3 separate regions of the Mus musculus genome follow, and all the other regions are linked to region 3. The links are chromatin contacts, called in public ChIA-PET and promoter capture Hi-C maps. All regions are on one chromosome and are shown on one strand. The core of a region is the stretch at or near the end of the contact, and the rest is flanking DNA. Distances in the headings are between cores, read along the strand shown. Region 1 overlaps Nrap (nebulin-related anchoring protein). Region 2 overlaps Ablim1 (actin-binding LIM protein 1). Region 3 has its middle 12 kb from the start of Gm32492.

The links. Promoter capture Hi-C pulls out the DNA fragments that hold promoters and counts their contacts. ChIA-PET counts read pairs in DNA pulled down with a chosen protein or histone mark.
Region 1: a contact with region 3 is called in a promoter capture Hi-C map of liver, with 2.8 times the contacts expected there. The contact joins two enhancer-like sites. A contact is called at or near these places in 11 of 39 promoter capture datasets (the 3T3-L1 cell line, the C10 cell line, the HPC-7 cell line and 8 more), 1 of 484 Hi-C or Micro-C datasets (liver) and 1 of 9 other capture datasets (liver).
Region 2: a contact with region 3 is called in an RNA polymerase II ChIA-PET map of memory CD8 T cells, with 55 read pairs. The contact joins two enhancer-like sites. A contact is called at or near these places in 2 of 115 datasets of contacts at active chromatin or transcription factors (effector CD8 T cells and memory CD8 T cells).

Annotation. Positions count from the first base shown.
Region 1 is chr19:56,377,289-56,380,229 of GRCm38.p6, forward strand. It overlaps Nrap (nebulin-related anchoring protein), which reads right to left. Exons shown (of 42, transcript NM_008733.4): 8 at 2,918-2,941; 9 at 2,528-2,629; 10 at 1,772-1,876; 11 at 767-883. Among named protein-coding and RNA genes, the nearest start is that of Nrap, 11 kb to the right of the region's middle. Within about 2 kb of position 1,308, at least 10 of the 459 cell types and tissues checked have an H3K27ac peak or open chromatin away from gene starts, as enhancers often do. A contact at or near this core is called in liver, where this site is marked.
Region 2 is chr19:57,130,055-57,133,002 of GRCm38.p6, forward strand. It overlaps Ablim1 (actin-binding LIM protein 1), which reads right to left. Exons shown (of 26, transcript NM_178688.4): 6 at 2,808-2,901. Among named protein-coding and RNA genes, the nearest start is that of Ablim1, 85 kb to the right of the region's middle. Within about 2 kb of position 1,502, at least 70 of the 459 cell types and tissues checked have an H3K27ac peak or open chromatin away from gene starts, as enhancers often do. A contact at or near this core is called in memory CD8 T cells, where this site is marked.
Region 3 is chr19:56,679,124-56,682,014 of GRCm38.p6, forward strand. No RefSeq gene overlaps it. Among named protein-coding and RNA genes, the nearest start is that of Gm32492, 12 kb to the left of the region's middle. Within about 2 kb of position 1,333, at least 41 of the 459 cell types and tissues checked have an H3K27ac peak or open chromatin away from gene starts, as enhancers often do. A contact at or near this core is called in liver and memory CD8 T cells, where this site is marked.

The sequences.
Region 1 (2,941 bases), core at 58-2,557, 300 kb before region 3:
ACACACACACACACACACACAGGTTTAAAGATAAAAACAAATCTCTAAAAGTTGCATCCTCTAGTGCTCTTTCTAACAACTATAAATCTGCTGAATGGGACTTTTGAATATTTAGTAAGAAAGCTATGAGCCAACAGGGAAAGAGTTCACTTATTTGGTTCTATATTTGGAGACTGGCAACATGAGGACCATTTGCGTAGTTTCATTTTATTTATTTGTTATAAGCCAGGATGTCATGTAGCATAGGCTGGCCTCTGACTCACTATATAGCCTAGAGTGGCCTTGAACTCCTGATCTTCCTGCCCTACCTGTCAAGTTATTTATGCATATATGTGTGTATGTATGTATGTATGTATGTATGTATGTGTGTCTGTCTGTCTGTCTGTATGTGTGTATGTATGTGTGTATGTGTATATATGTGTGTGTGTATGTGTGTATGTATATGGATGTGTGTGTATATGTGTGTATATGTGTGTATGTATATGGATGTGTGTGTATATATGTGTGTGTATGTACGTATGTATGTATGTGTGTTGGTATGTATGTGTATATATGTATGTGTGTGTATGTATGTATGTGTATATGTGTATATATGTGTGTATGTATGTGTGTATATGTGTGTGTTTATGTATGTGTGTGTATATGTAAATAGGTTATAGATAGGTGCCGCAACCAGCTGCATTATTTTTAAACAAAGCCGCTGCACTCACTGTCTGAGAGGAAAAGGGGGACAGTACAGAAGGATAGCTCTCCCCAGTATACTCACCTCACTCACAAGCTTGCTCACACTCTGAGCTCGCTTAAGAACCAAGTTGTCCTGGGCTGCAAGGGAGTGAAAATGCGCTGCACCTTTCATCTTATGGAAGTCCTGCCGGTATTTTATCTGAAAGAAACACACAAGGGGGAATCTGGAGTTGTGGTTGCCACGTTAAGATTAACTCAGTAGGGCTCTCTAAAGGAAGGAAAGTTCCTATGGGCTTTAAAAAAAAAAAAAAAAAAAAAAAGGTCTTATTAAATTTAGAAAGCACTTGATTCTTTTTGTGCTAAAACTTTTCCTGGCTCTGTCCACACACTTCCCGATACTGCCTAGAGGAAGAAGACAGGTTCTTCAGGCCACCATGGCTAAGAGAATAAACTCCAACCACAATTTGCCCTAAATTTCAACACCATCTCTACAGTGTCTCAGAGGAAGGAGTAACGCCTTGCATTTCCCATCTCAGGGCAAAGGTGACGCTGTTCCAGGTACCCAGGCACTCACTGAACAGTGGCAGAAAGAATGAATGCTAGGGACCAAGTCCAAGCTGGCATGTTAAGAACTGCGGTGAGCACCACACTCTACCAAGTTTAATTATAGCCCGTCTCTCAAGGACCGATTGCCAGCTGCCTAATATTCTTTAAATAAACTTATCACTCACTGGGTCACGCCCAATTTGATAATACACGACTTCTTCAGTGAGCTTTCCCTTCAATCTCACACTGGCATTTTGGCAAGGCTCCCCTCATCCCCGCTGACCTGCTTGCACCAGCATTTGTACATTTTGAAAATGGCCTAAGTGAGCAGTAGACTTTGTCCAACTGCATTTCCATGCAAACAGATAACACAATCAAAGTCTATAAATAGATCAATAAGAGAGTCTGCGTTTGGACCAGAGGCTGGCCTCGAAGTCTGCTTTTGCTTGGCTCTAGGAGATGTGTGTCTGTGCTTGGCGTTCAGCAAGTGTGGCTGTCAGCATCCCATAATCCACACCTCAGTGGCTCTGCCAGCACTTACGTCACTAACAAGTTCATTGGCCTTCTTGGCGTTCTGATACGCTGGGGTGATCATGGCCGGGAAGCTGCCCTTTCCTCTGGGTTCATCACACTCTTCTGAGTAAACCTGGTGAGCCAATCAGAAACTTTGATCAGTAATGTGTCCCTCCTGGCACGGGTGGGGTCAGCAGTGATAACCCCAGAGACTGATCTCAGAAAAGCTCATCCAGAGATGTACATGTGGTGAATAAGATACTAGAGCTTGGAGCCTGGACCACTATATCATACATATGTGTATACATACATACATACATACATACATACACTATATTATAATACATTATTTCATACATACATGCATACACTGTATCATACACACATACTCTATATCATACATACATATACTATATCACATACATATGCATACAAAGATGCATACACTATAAAATACATGCACGCACACATAGATGAATATACTATATCATACATACATGCATACATACATATATATATACATACTCTATATCATACATACCTACACCATACCACATATACATGCGAACAGATGGAAACGTCCTCTTATTGGCCAAACCACCACATTAGCATAGGTTAATTTTTTCTTTTTTAAGGACTTGGGTTCTTCACCTAAGCAGATGAGCTGAGCTCTGTATATTGCCTGCACCAAGTCCAAACTCTGATCACATGTCCAACACTGTCACAGCTGTAGGGAACAAAGAGCTGGCCTTGGAGAAGACCAGCTCTGGGAAGTGTCATGTACCTGGCCACATCGGTCTACAGAGTCCTTTGTCATCCCACCCTCGGCTCCGACAGGACTAGCCATTCCCTTCATTTCTCTATGATATTGTTGATGGTACCTCACCTGTTTGGAGTAACAAAAAAACTCAGTGAGTCCCAATATAAGAACCACAAAAGGTAAAAAACAAAAAACAAAAACCAATGCTTTGTGGCATCTTCAGTCTCTGCTTAGGTCTAAGGAGAATGCCATAGACAGAAGTAGCACTGTCATGGGGAAAATGATTGACAACTATGAATAAAAGGTAGTTCTTGCCTCTTAGTAATATATAAAAGCAGACAGGAAGTTGGACCTCCCAAACCAGATTAACTTCTTGCTTCCTCCTTAACAAGACAACACAACCCAGGTACTTACATCACTCGCCAGCTCAGTGGCCCT
Region 2 (2,948 bases), core at 252-2,751, 450 kb after region 3:
GACAAACAACAAGAGACTCAGCTATACCTGGACAGGCTGTTTGGGACCCTTCTCTGTTGAAAGCCCCCTTGGGTATATATATGGTAGCACCTTTAGGAGAATTATATACAGTGGCTTCAGCTCTGCTCCAATATTTACAATCTTTCCACATTAGGCAGTCGCTGCGGTTTCTAGAATCGGATGAACAAAAGCTACTTCCACAGCAAGTCTTTGCAGCTGGAAACACTAATATATTTGGAAATGGTATTCAGAGATGTAATTAAGGCAAGGGTCTTGAAGAGACGATTTGAGTGATGGGCATGGCCTTATATAGAATGATAAGTGCCCTTTTAGGAGAAGGGTGGAAAGGTAGCTGGCAGAGGAGGTGGTTCACCTGGAGTGATGCATGCCGGGAAGCTGGAGATCACCAAGAAAAAATTCCCCCAGTGTTTGAGAGAACAATGGCCCTGATGATACACTGTTATAAATGTCTAGACTCTAAAAATGAGAGAATAAACTGTTTTAAGCCATCACTGTTGCAACCCATGCAGAAAATAAAACCACTGATATACTGATACAATGAATTTAAGACAAAAAGACAGGGTTTGGAGTATTGATGGCAAAGCTACACCGAGAATGGTTCCCCAAGCTTGGGGGAGGTGGGGCATGGAGACTGGTCCTGCTTTCTCCTGGTGACCAAGCCCAGCTGAGTCACTAGCAGTCACATGTCTTGTGCTAGCCCCTGCAGAACATTTTTCTGGGTCACACACCCATCTGAGGAGGACAGAGTCTGATGGGCGGACCTCTCATCTAAGCTGAAAGTGCAAACCACTCCCGGGCTGACTGATGTCGGAGGCTCTGTATGGAATGTCTCCAAGCCCTCAGCTCTTCAGACCTTCCCTGCCACCTGAGGTCAATGTGGGACCAGGTCCTTGAAGCCTCTGTGACTCCAGCCTGAGAGAGAAAACACAAGGGGCCAGCATGTCTCCAAAATGGCATGTTCTAGATTGCAACTATATTTTATAGATTCCTTCCTGTAGCTGTTGAAGTGAATGTAAACACGCATGCAAAAACAGACAGGCTTTTTCCCTCCCAATGTTTTTGGGGAACACATTTCCATGTGTTGACTAAAAAAATTAAAAAAAGGTTGATTTGAACACAGGACCTTAAAAACTTGGGTACCAAGTTCCACATCTTCCTGCCTCTTTTCCTTACTATACCCTCACACCCTTCTTGGTTTTTAAATTTTAGATTCAAGGCAAAATTCATGTAGTCTAAAGTGCAGCACCTTAGAACCAACAAGCTGGAGGCACCCAGCGAACTACCAAGGCCACATAACTACCTCTCCTATCTCATTGCTGGGAAGCCTTTGCATTTGTGTCATGGAAACTCTCCCAGAAACAGTCACTACTGTTTTCTCCCCAGCCCTTAGCAAACAGCAGCCTGCTTTCTGTTTCTAATCACTAGGCCTTTGGTGATGGGCTCCATGTCTGGGTGGTCTGACCACCACACTTCCTGCCTGCCATCTTTCACTTATGGTGCATCTGTGGTGTAGCAGGTTATCACTGCTTCCCGACATCTACTGGGGCATGACTGAGCCGCTTCCTCCTCCCTCTGCCGTCAGTGGTGGGTGGGGTGTGTGTGTGCACAGGTGTTTGAAGACTCCCATTTATTCTTTCCACAGAACACTGACTCCATCCTGTGATTCCACAGCTATAGAGCCTACGTCCTCCTCAGTTCTCTCCACAAAACTCAGACTTCTGAGTGTGACCCTGGAGGAGTCCTCCTCCACTTCTCCTGCTCGGTACCCCACAACGTGCTTCTTTCCTTGTGTGTCCTGTGTCCTCGCCACGTGGTCCTCTTTATCAGAGCGTTCTCCCTCAGACTGTTGGGTGACCGTACTTGACAAGAGTCTCATCCTCATCTCCTCAGGACAGTTAGTGGTGGTGACCCCTTGATGTTTGGTGGGAAGAACTTGTAGTGGGATTCGGGGAGATTACTCTTAACCTTTGTTGTGATATCCCCCCAGAGTGGCCAGAAACACCATAGGGACTCCCACGATAGACAGCCCATGTCTCTAAAACATACTCTACTGGCTGTATGGAATCAGCACCCGAGGGACCCACATGATGGCTTGGTAGATCAGCAGGCTGAAGCTGCCAGGTTCCCTGGCTCTGCACATTCTCTCTGCCCTACGGACAGGAAGGTGTGTGTGTGTGTGTGTGTGTGTGTGTGTGTGTGTGAACTGTGACTTTCCCCTCCAGCTTGATGAGCCCCCAAAGCTCTGTGAGAAACAGGGTTTTCTCTGAACTTTGATCCCAGAATTCCTCGCTGCAGCCTCTCTCATCAAAGAGGTGTTAGCTAGGCCCAGAGGCAGGTGCTGGCAGAGGCAGGTACAAAGCTCCGGCTGGAAGCAGTCACACCTGAATTTGACAGGCTTCCTTCAGCTCGGTCACAGGGTTCTCTGAGTCACAGCGGATGTGGCTTTCTAAGGGCAGAGAAGTCAAAACCTTCACCTCGCACCCTCCCTTCCTTTCTCAGACTCTGAGCTTCTGAGGTCTCCACAGATAGCACACATGTGCAAACACAGATGTACACACAGGGTCTGACATCATATTCTTACTCTTAAAAAAAAATGCCTGCTTAACTCCCAGGGAGGGAGGTCTGTTCTTTTCTCTATCATTCCAAGTTCCCCTTGGCCTTTGGAAGAAAGGTAAGTACAACACACGAGTCCTCTCAGACAGTCACCCATGGCTACTCTCCTTCCTCCTCAGGAGGAGACACACAGGATGAGGGCTCACAGGCAAACAGTGGTGGTCTGCACTTACCTCCAGGACTTTTCCTGTGATAAACTGGTGACAGGCTTCACACTTCACCCCAAAGAGCCCCTGGTAGTCTTTCTCACAGTATGGGGAGCCATCCCTGAAAGACAAAGCTACATTCAGGCCTTGGGAAGACACCAAAGCCAC
Region 3 (2,891 bases), core at 83-2,582:
TTCTCATTTCTACTTTTAGGAATGGATGGTATTTTGTTGGGGCCGGGGAGGGCCAGAGCAGGGCTGGGAATATAATGCACAGACTTCAATACATAAATGTGTAAGGTCTGCCTTTGTTTCGAAGTACGACCCTGATGAAGGACCATGGCATTTTGCTCATTATTAATGTGCTTTGAGAATGAGATTTCCTTTGGAACAAAGTGGCAAATGAAAACGAGACAGGAAGTGGCCCTGTAGCCCCAGACTTTGAAAGGTGTGTGGCTTGTGGATCAGCACAGGCTGCGGCTCCTCATCCGGTGTGCAGACCTACACTAACCTGACCTGTTCTGACTCAGCGTTCACTACCTCTCTGTCCCCACAGCGTTTGGATGGTGAAATTATAACCATCCGTTTCCTAAGTTCTCGGGGGACACTGTAGTGACATCCTTTCTATGGAGAACACCAAATTCAGAAGGATTCAGAACAAGGAGACTCTTATGGAGAGCTACCGTCCACCGTAAGTAAGAGCCAGTCAGTGGAGAGTCACAAGGTCAACTACTCAATTCAGCCGAGGGCCATGGTTGAAAGACTATAACAGAGGAAAAACTCAAACAGTGGAGAGAAAACTCATGGTCCCGGGCATGCGGCCATCTCCTTTGTGAAGTGTAAGCATGAACACAGGGAGTGAGGAAAAGCTGAGAAGCCACAGGAATTAGGCCTGCAGAACTATCGCCTGGCCTTCCTGACAGAAAGAAGTAGGCTGGTGTATGGGAGCCAGCCGCTAAATGTTCCCTGAAACTGCAACACCTCTGAGAGTCAGTGGTTAAACTGTTACAAGTTAGCCACGGCGAGGTATTTACATGGTAGAAATCAGTTAACACTGTGGGTCCTCTCCCATCTCCTGGCACACAGAGAGCAGGCCTGTGAAAGTCCTGCTGACAGCACCTAGCTATCTGTGAGCCGGCAATGGTAACTCTCACCACACACAAACCTGAAGCTGACGGTGACCTTAAAGTGCCTCATTGTACAAAGCAGCAGCCTCTGCCAACATCAGCTCCAAAGTTCCAGGAACAGACTTGGCTCTCACCTACAGCTAAGCATGCTGAAAGTCTCCAAGGGCTTCCAGGGCTTTGTCAGCTACATCCACACACCTGACGCTTGCTTAGGACCACAGACAGATCTTCTCACATGCATGCGTGTGTCATATGAATCAGATATCTCCTGAATGACTCCCCTGGGCACCGCATTTCACTGAGCAGCCGTTGTCCCAGGGACGGGCCCTCTGGAATGAAGGGAGCAGAGACAGGAAGGACTGCAGATATCTGTCGCCCCTGCACATGATCATCTCTTGCAGCTGTTGTAGGCTGTTTCCTCCAGGCTGCCTTGAATGAGAGCATCTGTGATCACCCACAGGAGACACTCACCAGGACCAGCCTATCAACATTCCCTTACGGGTGGAGAGAGGACTGCTAGGCTAATGAGCCTTTACAGATCCCCACATGAACCCAACCCTTACCCAGGTCATGTAAGACCTAATACGTGGACTGGGGATTGGGACCCCAAAGAGTCTTTAGTGCTACATCTTTTCATGATTCATCCACGCCACAGATGGGGCTCTTCAGCGGCATAGCTATTCATAAGCTGCCCAAGAGACTTCCTGTTTTAGATAGGGTTTTCCTGCTGTGAACAGACACCACGACCGAGGCAACTCTCTAATTGGACAACATTTCATCGAGGCTGGCTTACAGGTTCACAGGTTCAGTCCATTATCACCAAGGTGGAAGCAGGGCAGCATCCAGGCAGGCATGGTGCAGGAGGAGCTGAGAGTTCTACATCTTCATCTGGAGGCTGCTAGGAAAATACTGCCTTCCAGGCAGCTAGGGTGAAGGTCTTAAAACCCACGCCCACTGTGACATACCTATTCCAACAGGGCCACACCTTCTAAAAGTGCCACCCTGGGTCAAGCATAGGCAAACCATCACACTTCCCAAAAGGTCTAGGGGCCTTTGAGTTACCCATGCACCCGGAAGTAACTGCACACAAGCTCAGGTTCAGGCAAAGCTGGACGGGATCCTTTCTCTGGTCCGCGCTTCCTCTCCGCCTAGTGCTAACAGTCTTCACCACAGCCGTTTGCATCTGCTCTTCACAGCTCTAACAGCTCTCTGGCTGGCCTCATCTAACACCCGTCATTAAATATTGTACATGATGGGGGAGTATTCCCTGCGGTGCTTCCTCCTCTGAGCTGAAGAGCGGGTCCACCTTTCTCCCACAGCTAACACTAGGACTCCGTGGTGTCCAGACACAGGGTCAGCTTAGCTCACCAGTCTCCCAGCTACTTCCTACCTCTCACCCAATGTGAACCCACTGAGTGATCTCATCTGCATCCCCAACCTGGGACTTCCCTCTTTTGCTGCCTTAACCGCCTCCCCTGATGATTTCCCTTCTACTTACAGGTGGAAGATGGGCCCACTTCAGAAGAACTGGCTGTTTTATCTGACTAGAAGATTCAGCAGGGGCCTTATAACTTCCCTCTTCTTTCTCTTCATCCCCCACCCTCTAGCACACCCAGTTCCCAGCTTCCCTGACTAAAGTTTCCTTCTCCCCTAGAATGGGAGAACCCGTATACCAGAACTTCAGTTCAGCTGGTCACTGTGGCATCCTCAGCCACGCACCGTTCCCAGAGCACTGACAGCTCAGGAAATATTGGAGGAAATGTGTAAATAAAAATCCTGTTTTCTAGACTCATACCTGTGGTTCTACTTCCAGGCTTCCTCCTGCTAACTCGGCTGCCATATCTCCCGCCAGCTCTGAGCTACCTCTCCACCCAGCCCATCAGCAGGCACGGACAGTCTGCCATCACACCAGACCTCTGGTCCAACCGTAGGCTGCCACCTTCCTGCAAATGTCATGGG